Linked DNA regions of Mus musculus: region 1 is linked to region 2. The links are chromatin contacts, called in public promoter capture Hi-C maps. All regions are on one chromosome and are shown on one strand. Each heading gives the region's core, a stretch centred on a gene start, on an enhancer-like site or on the middle of the called end of the contact. The rest is flanking DNA. Distances are from core to core; before and after follow the strand shown.

Evidence for each region. Promoter capture Hi-C pulls out the DNA fragments that hold promoters and counts their contacts.
Region 1: a promoter capture Hi-C map of the HPC-7 cell line shows a contact between it and region 2. The contact joins the enhancer-like site here to the promoter of C1d in region 2. A contact is called at or near these places in 2 of 39 promoter capture datasets (the HPC-7 cell line and embryonic stem cells) and 4 of 115 datasets of contacts at active chromatin or transcription factors (embryonic limb bud, extraembryonic endoderm stem cells and stem cell-derived neural progenitor cells).

What each region holds. Positions count from the first base shown.
Region 1 is chr11:18,962,310-18,966,917 of GRCm38.p6, forward strand. All of the region lies in intron 7 of Meis1 (Meis homeobox 1), which reads right to left. Among named protein-coding and RNA genes, the nearest start is that of Gm16141, 25 kb to the right of the region's middle. Within about 2 kb of position 1,577, at least 33 of the 459 cell types and tissues checked have an H3K27ac peak or open chromatin away from gene starts, as enhancers often do. A contact at or near this core is called in the HPC-7 cell line, where this site is marked.
Region 2 is chr11:17,254,521-17,258,820 of GRCm38.p6, forward strand. C1d (C1D nuclear receptor co-repressor) reads left to right here and starts at 3,027. Exons shown (of 5, transcript NM_020558.4): 1 at 3,027-3,138.

The DNA of each region.
Region 1 (4,608 bases), core at 327-2,826, 1.7 Mb after region 2:
TTCATACTTAATTCACTGTACATCTAGCAATTTATGAAAGATTTGTAAAATCAAATATCCTCAGTAAACTCCACTTACACAATGCCGTCCACATCTTAGCAGTATGGAAATTCCTTTGAAAACTGTGGCTCTGGTGGTGTGGCCTTTGGCATATCAGGCAATGCACAGGAGAATCAGACCCACGTGAACCACTTCCATCATGGCATTAAAAGGGATATACTAAGTTCCAAACACCCTGTGATTATCAACCCAGCAGTTTAAATGGCTGTCAAGTAAGTTTTGAAAGCCAGAATTTGGTAACTCTTAACCATGATTCTGATGGCATTCCTTGGCCTAACTTGATAGATTGGTTCTGAAAACATACACTAATTTTTTTTTTAAATTCAAAACAGATCCCCTTGTTTTAGGGCCTGCACAAACAGAGGGTTAGGAAAATGGAAACAGCATAAACAATATTGTTTATATTCAAGCCTGAGAAAACCACCCCACTCTCCTCCCAAACTGTAGGAAGGCTCACAGCAAGCCCTACCCATTGAGGTGGACTAAGATGTACCTTCTATGAGATGCACACTATTATTTTCAGACATAGTGACATGAAAGGACCTCACAGTGAGCTAACGTAATGAAAGACAAGTCCTTTTCTGACTCACAATTGAAAAAGGCAGAAATGTCCAGCCACAAACAAGGTTCAAAACCCAGCGACATGAAGACAACACTAGGGAGATATGAGGAACACTGGACATGTCTCGGGCCTGCTTCACCTCTGACCTCAAGAGAAGGCACGGGATGGATCCAATAGCTGTATTCTGTAGAAGGCCATTAATGAGCCCAGAGTTGCCAGCCCCAGGCTTCTGAGCAATGCTTTACAGCTACATTGGACTAGACCTGTTTTCTTCTTTTCTATCTCACCCGACCCCCCAGGTTGGCTTCCTTAATGCATTTTTTTCTTGTTGTTGTAAGAAAACTATATTTAAAAGCAACAGGAAGCTTTTACTTGGGAAGTTGAGGTTTAGGCACTCTGCAGGCAAACAATGCCCCGAGAGATAAAGATGCAACGTAAATGGTAGGGAACAGACCTCTGCTAGTTTCCTGCCCAAGTTGATGTGCGAGCATGTGTGAGGCCACGATATGACCAACAGTGCTATTTTGCTTTTATTTACTTCAATTTATTTGTTCCTGTGAGAACCTCTATAAAAACAAGTGTGGGGACAAACAATGGGAGCCTGTTCAGCTCCTCCTTGCCAGGGCTTTTATTTTACACACTATCAAATGTTTCCATCAGTGGCCCTCAGCCCACTCATTCAACTCTGAATCATACCCCAGATCATATTGCTAGGGAATGGGAGAGACACCTGTGCATGGCCACTGTCATCGAAGGAAACCGAGACAGACAGGGAAAGCTGAGGAGGGTCGAGCCCTCGGCCACCAGGTCTCCCCACAGACATGTGGACTAAATCTTTAAGAAAGTCAGCTTGCATGTCCATAACCTCGTTTTATGGCCCTGGCCTCTTTTGGTCCTCTTGCCTGTTAGAGGAGAGCTCTTGAGCTGGGGGTTTGTTTGACCGAGGCCACTGAGAGGTCAAGCCTTTCGCCAGTTGTTAACACAAAGCTGCAGCCTCAAAACTCGTCTACACGCTCTGTGCTCATCTGCAAGTGTGCTGGGCTCGTTGGATTTTTCTCATGTTATCAGGAGCTAAGAATTCCTTTACTGTGAAGTGGTCTCAGTGACAAATAAGTAGGCCAAGCTCTCTGCAGTGAAACTGTAGACCTGGGCTCTACCAAACATGGAGAGGTGATGCAGTTTGGCTTTTTCATCTGGGAAGGGGCTTTTTAAAGGATTATTTTAAACCAGTTGAACAGGTCACTTTATTCCTTTATTGGACTTCAAGGAATGCTGTCTTTTAAGCAGCTTTGTGCAGTCCAAACTATATATTTTTTTGCAGCTCTGAAAGAGATCAATATTTATTCAGATTGATTTGTAAGATTTACATGTGAAAAATAGATAGAATTGCATCAAATATAAAACCAAAACTAATTCTGTCAACTCCCATGAAAGTCAATGAAACCAAAATAAATTTAGCAGATTTCATCTACCTACATTTGAGAATTGTTTTACTTCATTATTTCTTATAAACCTACTGAGCAGAAATTTGCTTAACTCTCACCCAAGCTTCCCTAACTGAGACAATAAGGCTCTCTATGGAATATTTTGCACTTGAATATTATCACCAGGACAGCATATGGCAGTTTATCTTCATCCTCTTTGTAGGCTAAAATTAGCACAATGCTCTAGCAACACTCTGCACTTGACTGGGACCACAGTGAAATTCGCGACAATGGCATTGCGTGCTCCACATCTTGCTAGCTTCCAACATTTAAGCAAATTGGCTGAGAGTTTAGATTAACAATTGCTGATACATCTTAGTGCAATACAACCCCTAAGAGACGCCAGCACGAGGAATCAGTGTAAAAATCCTTCTTTCATGTGCCTGAGCTTCAAAACAGGTTCAAATCTTTACACAGGTTGCTGTATCAAGGGGGTACTCACAAGCTTCCAAGGCAAGACACTGTTACTTTCCTAGATAGCTAAGGCTCGCTTTGCTACCTGTACCCCAGAGTTGGTTTGTTAAAGACCCTTTGCAGTAACAATTAAACATCTGTTTTCTGACAACCAAGTGAACGGGGCTGCCCATAATATAGTATAGTCTCTATGCAGGCAAGTGGGCACTGGCTAGATCTTTAAAAGGATTACATCACAAACAATGATTCTTATAAACAAAGAAATGGCTTCAAATAATACTTCCCTTTTAGCAGGTCTGCAGCAGTGTAACCAGGAAGAATTAACTTTGGAAACATGAATTTGGCAGGTAAGCCACTGGGGTCTGTTTACTTGAGGAAAATGAAACCTCTGCTTGTCTCTCCCACTCTTGTATTGATTAAGGCAGATGTTACAGCAGCAAGGCTCTGTAGGAGTGTTTACTAAGCAAAGTTCACGACTGAACCTTCTCTCACTCTTGTGTAGTGAGAAGATTTATTGAGTTGCAACCAGTAGATCAATTCCAAGACTACAAGCAATTATGGCATTGCCAACTGATTTTTATCAATACACAAATAATTTATAAATTAGATTTAAAAATTTGCCTTTTTTTCCCAGTGTTGGGGACTGGGCTCAGAGCCTTGGGGAATGCTGTTAGGCAAATATTAAAATGAGTGCAACCCAGCCCATTTTTATTTTATTACTATTTTTTAAGACGGGGTCTCAATGTGTAGCGCTAGCTGGCTAGGAACTCACTTCATACACCAGGCTGAACTTGAACTCACAGAAAACCACTTGCTTCTGCCTCCCTAATGCTAAGACTAAAGTTGTGAGCCAACACATCTGGCCACTGTCAGTTCTTGAAAGGATCAACAGGAAAAGCCAATTTCTCCAGAGTGCATCTCTAATGATTACCCTGATGGTTCTCAGGTTGTGTCATTTTGCAAAAGGAGGAAAAGCATATAGACCCCACAGACAGCAAAGCAACTTGCTCTGTGACCTCACTAAGATCATCTTGCATAGGATGTAGTGTATCCATCTGTCCCTGTCATTCCGGACCCCCACACACTTCCTACACAAAGCATATTACATGGAGAAGGGGGAATGGAATACAAATTCCAAGAGACTTCAGTAGTCACCACAAGGCTCTTCCATATTTTCTATCTAATCAACAGGCTGAGGTGCACAGGAGCTTCCTCATCCATATCCTGTATGTAGAGGAAGGGCATCCTCAATGCTACTTTGCTCCCAGCTATTCAGAAAAGGCTTGGGATGTTCAACACGTGTCTGTCTGCCACTACCAATGCTAAGACTTAGATTCAGAAACTCTCCTCCTTGATCATGAAATTCTGTAGAATACCCTGGCCTTCTTGTCAGTTTCAACTTTATGTAAAACTTGTACTCGAGGGTCTTCACTTTACCTAGGTTAGGATTTCCAACTTGCTTCTTGGTGTCTCAGTATTTCAGAACTTAACTGCCTACCATCTTTTATTTATAGAATAAATTATATCCCAGGAAACGTACATGACTTGTATGACCTAGAGCAAATGAACTTGAAGTCCAATGACACTAAACTTCAGAATGCACCATGAAAACTCCAGAAATATCTGGAAAAGTTCCCAACATGAAAGGTGCATAAACAACTATATAAAATAGAAATTGAAGAGTCAGGCATGGTATATGGTACTCTGATGGCTGAGTGTAGGCCATTTACAAAAAAATAATATTTCATGTGCATAATCCATCTACAAACCCTTCGATCTACAATAGTGTCCTGCCAGTAAGATACACTAGTGCAATGATGGCACAGGCTTTGCTGGAGTAACCAACCAAGTTGACTTAAGAAACACTCCATGAAAAACACAGAAACAACACTGCTTGGGTGACCAAGAACTTGCAACCAGATAACCCATGGATCCAGGGCAAAATCAAATACTCCTGTTTTACTAAAAGAATGTAGCAATAAAACAACTCACAACATCATTTTGCTATACTCATAGATCAGGGCCTTGCTCAACCATCATCAGAGATACTTTCTCCCGCAGTAGATGTCAACAAACAGAGAGCCATAG
Region 2 (4,300 bases), core at 1,777-4,276:
CTATTCCTTACTGGCATTAGAGCCCACATCTTCAGGATTTCAGCATTCTGAAGACCAGTTGAGACATGTACTGGATTCTTGCCTGAACCTTCCATTCATAGGCAGATATTGTTGGATTAGTTGGACCACAGCCTGAAAGTCATTCTAAAAAATAATAGTCTTCTATCTATCTATCTATCTATCTATCTATCTATCTATCTATCTATCTATCTATCAACTTTGGGCTTGGCATGGACTTTTGAAACAACCACAAGCCAAAGTACAATATTTACTGGAATTGTGCATTTAATCAAAATACAGGAGCTTTACAAAATGTCATGCTAATAGTAACAGTTTGAGATAATTTAATGCTAGGAAATTGTGACTCCAGCAATGTGTAAAATCTGTAATTAGCACACACCTTTGATCCCAGGACTCAGGAGGCAGAGGCAGGCAGATCTGAGTTTGAGGCTAGCCTGGTCTACAGAGTGAGTTCCAGGACAGCCAGGGTTGCACAGAGAAACCCTGTCTCAACTCTCTTCATCCCCAAATCTGTAATTGATTATCATCCACAAGAATACCCCCAAGTAATTCAGTGGTAATTAAATGAAATTTAGTAACTTTAAAAGTTAATATTAAATGATCGATGTTGTTGGAACTGACAACGGACTGCATAGATGTTGATGATGAATACTGAAGATATAGTGTTATATCATCTTAGATGAACGTTTAATTTGAGGGACCCATGAGATGACTCAGCTGGGTAAGGTGTCTATCACTAAGCCTGAAGACTAGATTTCCATTGCTGAGACTCAAATGGTAGAAATGCCTTGTATTGAAACAGCTTTAAAGTATTTTATCCTACCAGTGTTGCTGTGTTATGTGGTTTATTACAGCGTGACAACAGAACATTTTATATACTAACCTCTGCAAACTGCAAAGCAAAGTAGAAGCAAATCATGACCACATTAAGAACTTTAAGAATCGCAGGATGATTGCTTAAAGTGACTTCACAGGCATGTAGTATTTCATGTTTGCTACTATTGAGTGATATGTAGTTTTTGTACTGTTTGATCCTGTTACAACAATTGAATGTGATTTATGTATACTAAAAATTATCATTTAAAGAACTAGGGACTGCAGATGGCACAGTGGTTAACAGGGCTTTCTGCTCTTTCTGTGATTGAGGTTCTGTCTCCATCACCCTTTTCAGGCAGCTCATGGCCCCCTGTAGTTTTAGCTCCAGGGGATCCAGTTCTCTTTATTGGCCTTTGTAGGGCATGTTCACATGCACTTGCAGGCATACACACAGAGATTTAAAAAATAAATAAAAAACGTAAGTTACGCCGGGCGTGGTGGCACACGCCTTTAATCCCAGCACTCGGGAGGCAGAGGCAGGCGAATTTCTGAGTTTGAGGCCAGCCTGGTCTACAAAGTGAGTTCCAGGACAGCCAGGGCTACACAGAGAAACCCTGTCTCAAAAAAACCAAAAAAAAAAAAAAAAAAAAAAAGCGAAAAACGTAAGTTAGGAATGGTGGCACAGTTTGGAAGAAGCAGAAAGAGAAGGAGAAGGAGGAGAAGGAGAAGGAGAAGGAAGAAGAAGAACAACAACAAACATCATACATACATACATATTAAAAAAAAAAAAACCTTGTTAGTGTTTTAGGGCTTCTATTGTGGCAGGGAAACACCATAACCAAAAAGCAAGTTGGGGAAGGAAGGGGTTAGGGCTTACTCTTCCATATTACCGCTCTTGCCTAAGGAAGTAAAGGCAGGGACTCAAACAGGACAGGAACCTGGAGGCAGGAGCTCATGGCTTGCCCAACCTACTTTCTTATGACAGCCTAGGACCACCAGTCCAGGATGGCACCATGCATAATTGGCTGGGCCCTCCCCTGTCAATCACTAATGATATGCCTTGCAGGACTGCCTACAACCTGACCTTATGGGGCATTTTCTTAATTGAGATTCCTTCCACTCAGGAGACCTGTGCCAAGTTGACATAAAACTATCGAACACAGTTAGGAATGATGGCACGGCCTGTAACCCTAGTACTGATAATCCTGAATTCAAGGTCAGCTATATCACACAGTGAGACCCATTCAAAAACAAAAACAACACAAAATATGAACTTGTACTTTTCATATCTTCACACCCTCATTTAATTTTTGAAACTATTTTTCATAACTATCACCTAACCAGGTATCGGGCACTATATTAGGGAAGCCCCTCCAAAGATTAATCTGAGGTGCACAGTTTGGTCCGGAGGGACCCAACTTCCATCAAAGCAAAGAAATGGACAAAGGTGTAAGGAACATTCAGTTTGAAGAAGCCTAATCTAGACAAAATGCCAGGGCCTTCGACTCCAATCTTGCCACCTTGGCGGGAGACCTTTAAGTTCTTTGCCTAGCATGGCTGTCCACTCTGAGAGGCTCTACCAACAGCTGATTGAGAAAGAGGCAGATACTTACACCCAACCATTGTCGGACTGAGGTTAGAGACCCCTACGGTTGGATTAGAGGAAGGGTTGAAGGAGCTGAAGGGGAGGGTGACCCCATAGGAAGATCAGCAGTCTCAACCAACCCGGACCCCGGGGGGCTCCCAGAGGCTGAGCCAACAACCAGGCAGCATACATGGGCTGAGCCAAGTGCCACCCATTCCCCAGCCTCCTGGGACCTATGTAGCAGAGGTCTGCTTAGTCTGGCTTCAGTTGGAGAAGATGGGTCCAATTCCCAAGGGTCTTGAGGCCCCAATAATGGGGGATGGGGAGATAGATGATGGGGAGCAGAATGGTGTGAGGAACTGGGTGGGGGACCGGGAGGGGGGTAACGCCTGGAATGTAAATAAATAGTTAATTAAAAAATGTGTCAAAAAGAGAAAGAGAGAGAGGGGGGAGGGAGGGAGGGAGGAAGGAAGGAAGGAAGGAAAGAAGGAAAGAAAGAAAGACAGACAGACAGACAGAAGAAAGAAAGAAAGACAGACAGACAGACAGACAGACCACTGCACTTAGCTCCTGGATGGACAGAGGCGGGGCAAGCCTCGGGACTGAAGTGCGCACGCGCACGACCGGGAGAGACGCACGGGCGGCAGGCAGAAGCCGTGTCATGGCGTCATCATCGTGCGACCTATTTCCCGGAGACAGGCGTCCACGGTATTGAGGTATTGTGCAGAACCGCGTTCGGGTGCTTGTCGTGCTCCCGTCACAGTCTCTTTTCCCGCACCCCGGGATCACGTCCGTCCTGTGGCCGACTGGGAGGAGCCGAGCGGGACTGCTCGCTTCTAGCGTAGTCCCTGCAGTGGCGGCTCTCGGGCTTTGCTTTGGCCTTTAGTTTCTCTGTCAATACCGTCTTCATTTCGCTGCCACTGTTAACGTTGCCTTTCAGAGGTTGAAAAGCGACAAGTAAAACACCCAACGCCATCAGCTTCTAGCTGATTCCAAATCTAAACGGAGACAAAATGGAAGGTGGAAAAAGTAACTTTGCGTGCAGCCCTTCCTGTTCCGCCCAAGGTCGGAATGCTTGCGGTGGCAGTGTTAGCCCTTTTGAAACAAGGGTTTCCTTAATTTTACTTTTTCTTTTCCGAGACACAGTTTCTCAGTATAGCCCTGGCTGTCCTGGAACTCGATCTGTAGAACAGGCTGGCCTCGAACTCCGAGATCAGCCTCCCTCTCTTAGGTGTTAGGATTAAAGGCGTGGGAAACCGGGCCGGGCCGGCAGCTTTCTGCTGTAGCGGATTGTATTAAGAGGAATTTTTCAGTGTCATCTGGGAAAATTTCATCGTGGCTCAAATTTCTGTTGGAAGATAGCGTTAATGACTTAAAATGTGTTGACTACAATTTAGTTTTGGCTTGGAAAAGGTGTATTTGCCCTGGTGAGATGTCTGTGGTGTAATTATTAACCTGTTTGGACTAAGAGTAGACAGAACTAAGTATCAACGTTAGTTTTTATTTATAAATGACAGCTATCCTTATTGAACTTTAGAAAACTACTTCTGGATGGTGGAATTGATAGACTGAATTGTTTTGTTACAAGATAAGATGACAGTGTGAACAGTTTTTGTTGTTTTCTAGTAATAGAAGTGAAATTCCCAAATCAGAGATGTTGTGGATGCTTTCCGGTACCTATAGGGATGCAGTTTTCTCTTGTTTTTAACTTTGAAAAGTTCTATGGGTAAACAGTAGCACTTGTTTGCAAGCATTTGACTCTTCATGTATGGCTCTGAATAGTCTACAGTGGATTACCTCTTTGTTATTTCCACTTTCTTAAATAATAACTAATATTATGAACTAGTACTTTGAGCATTCTACTAATGGAGTATAGCT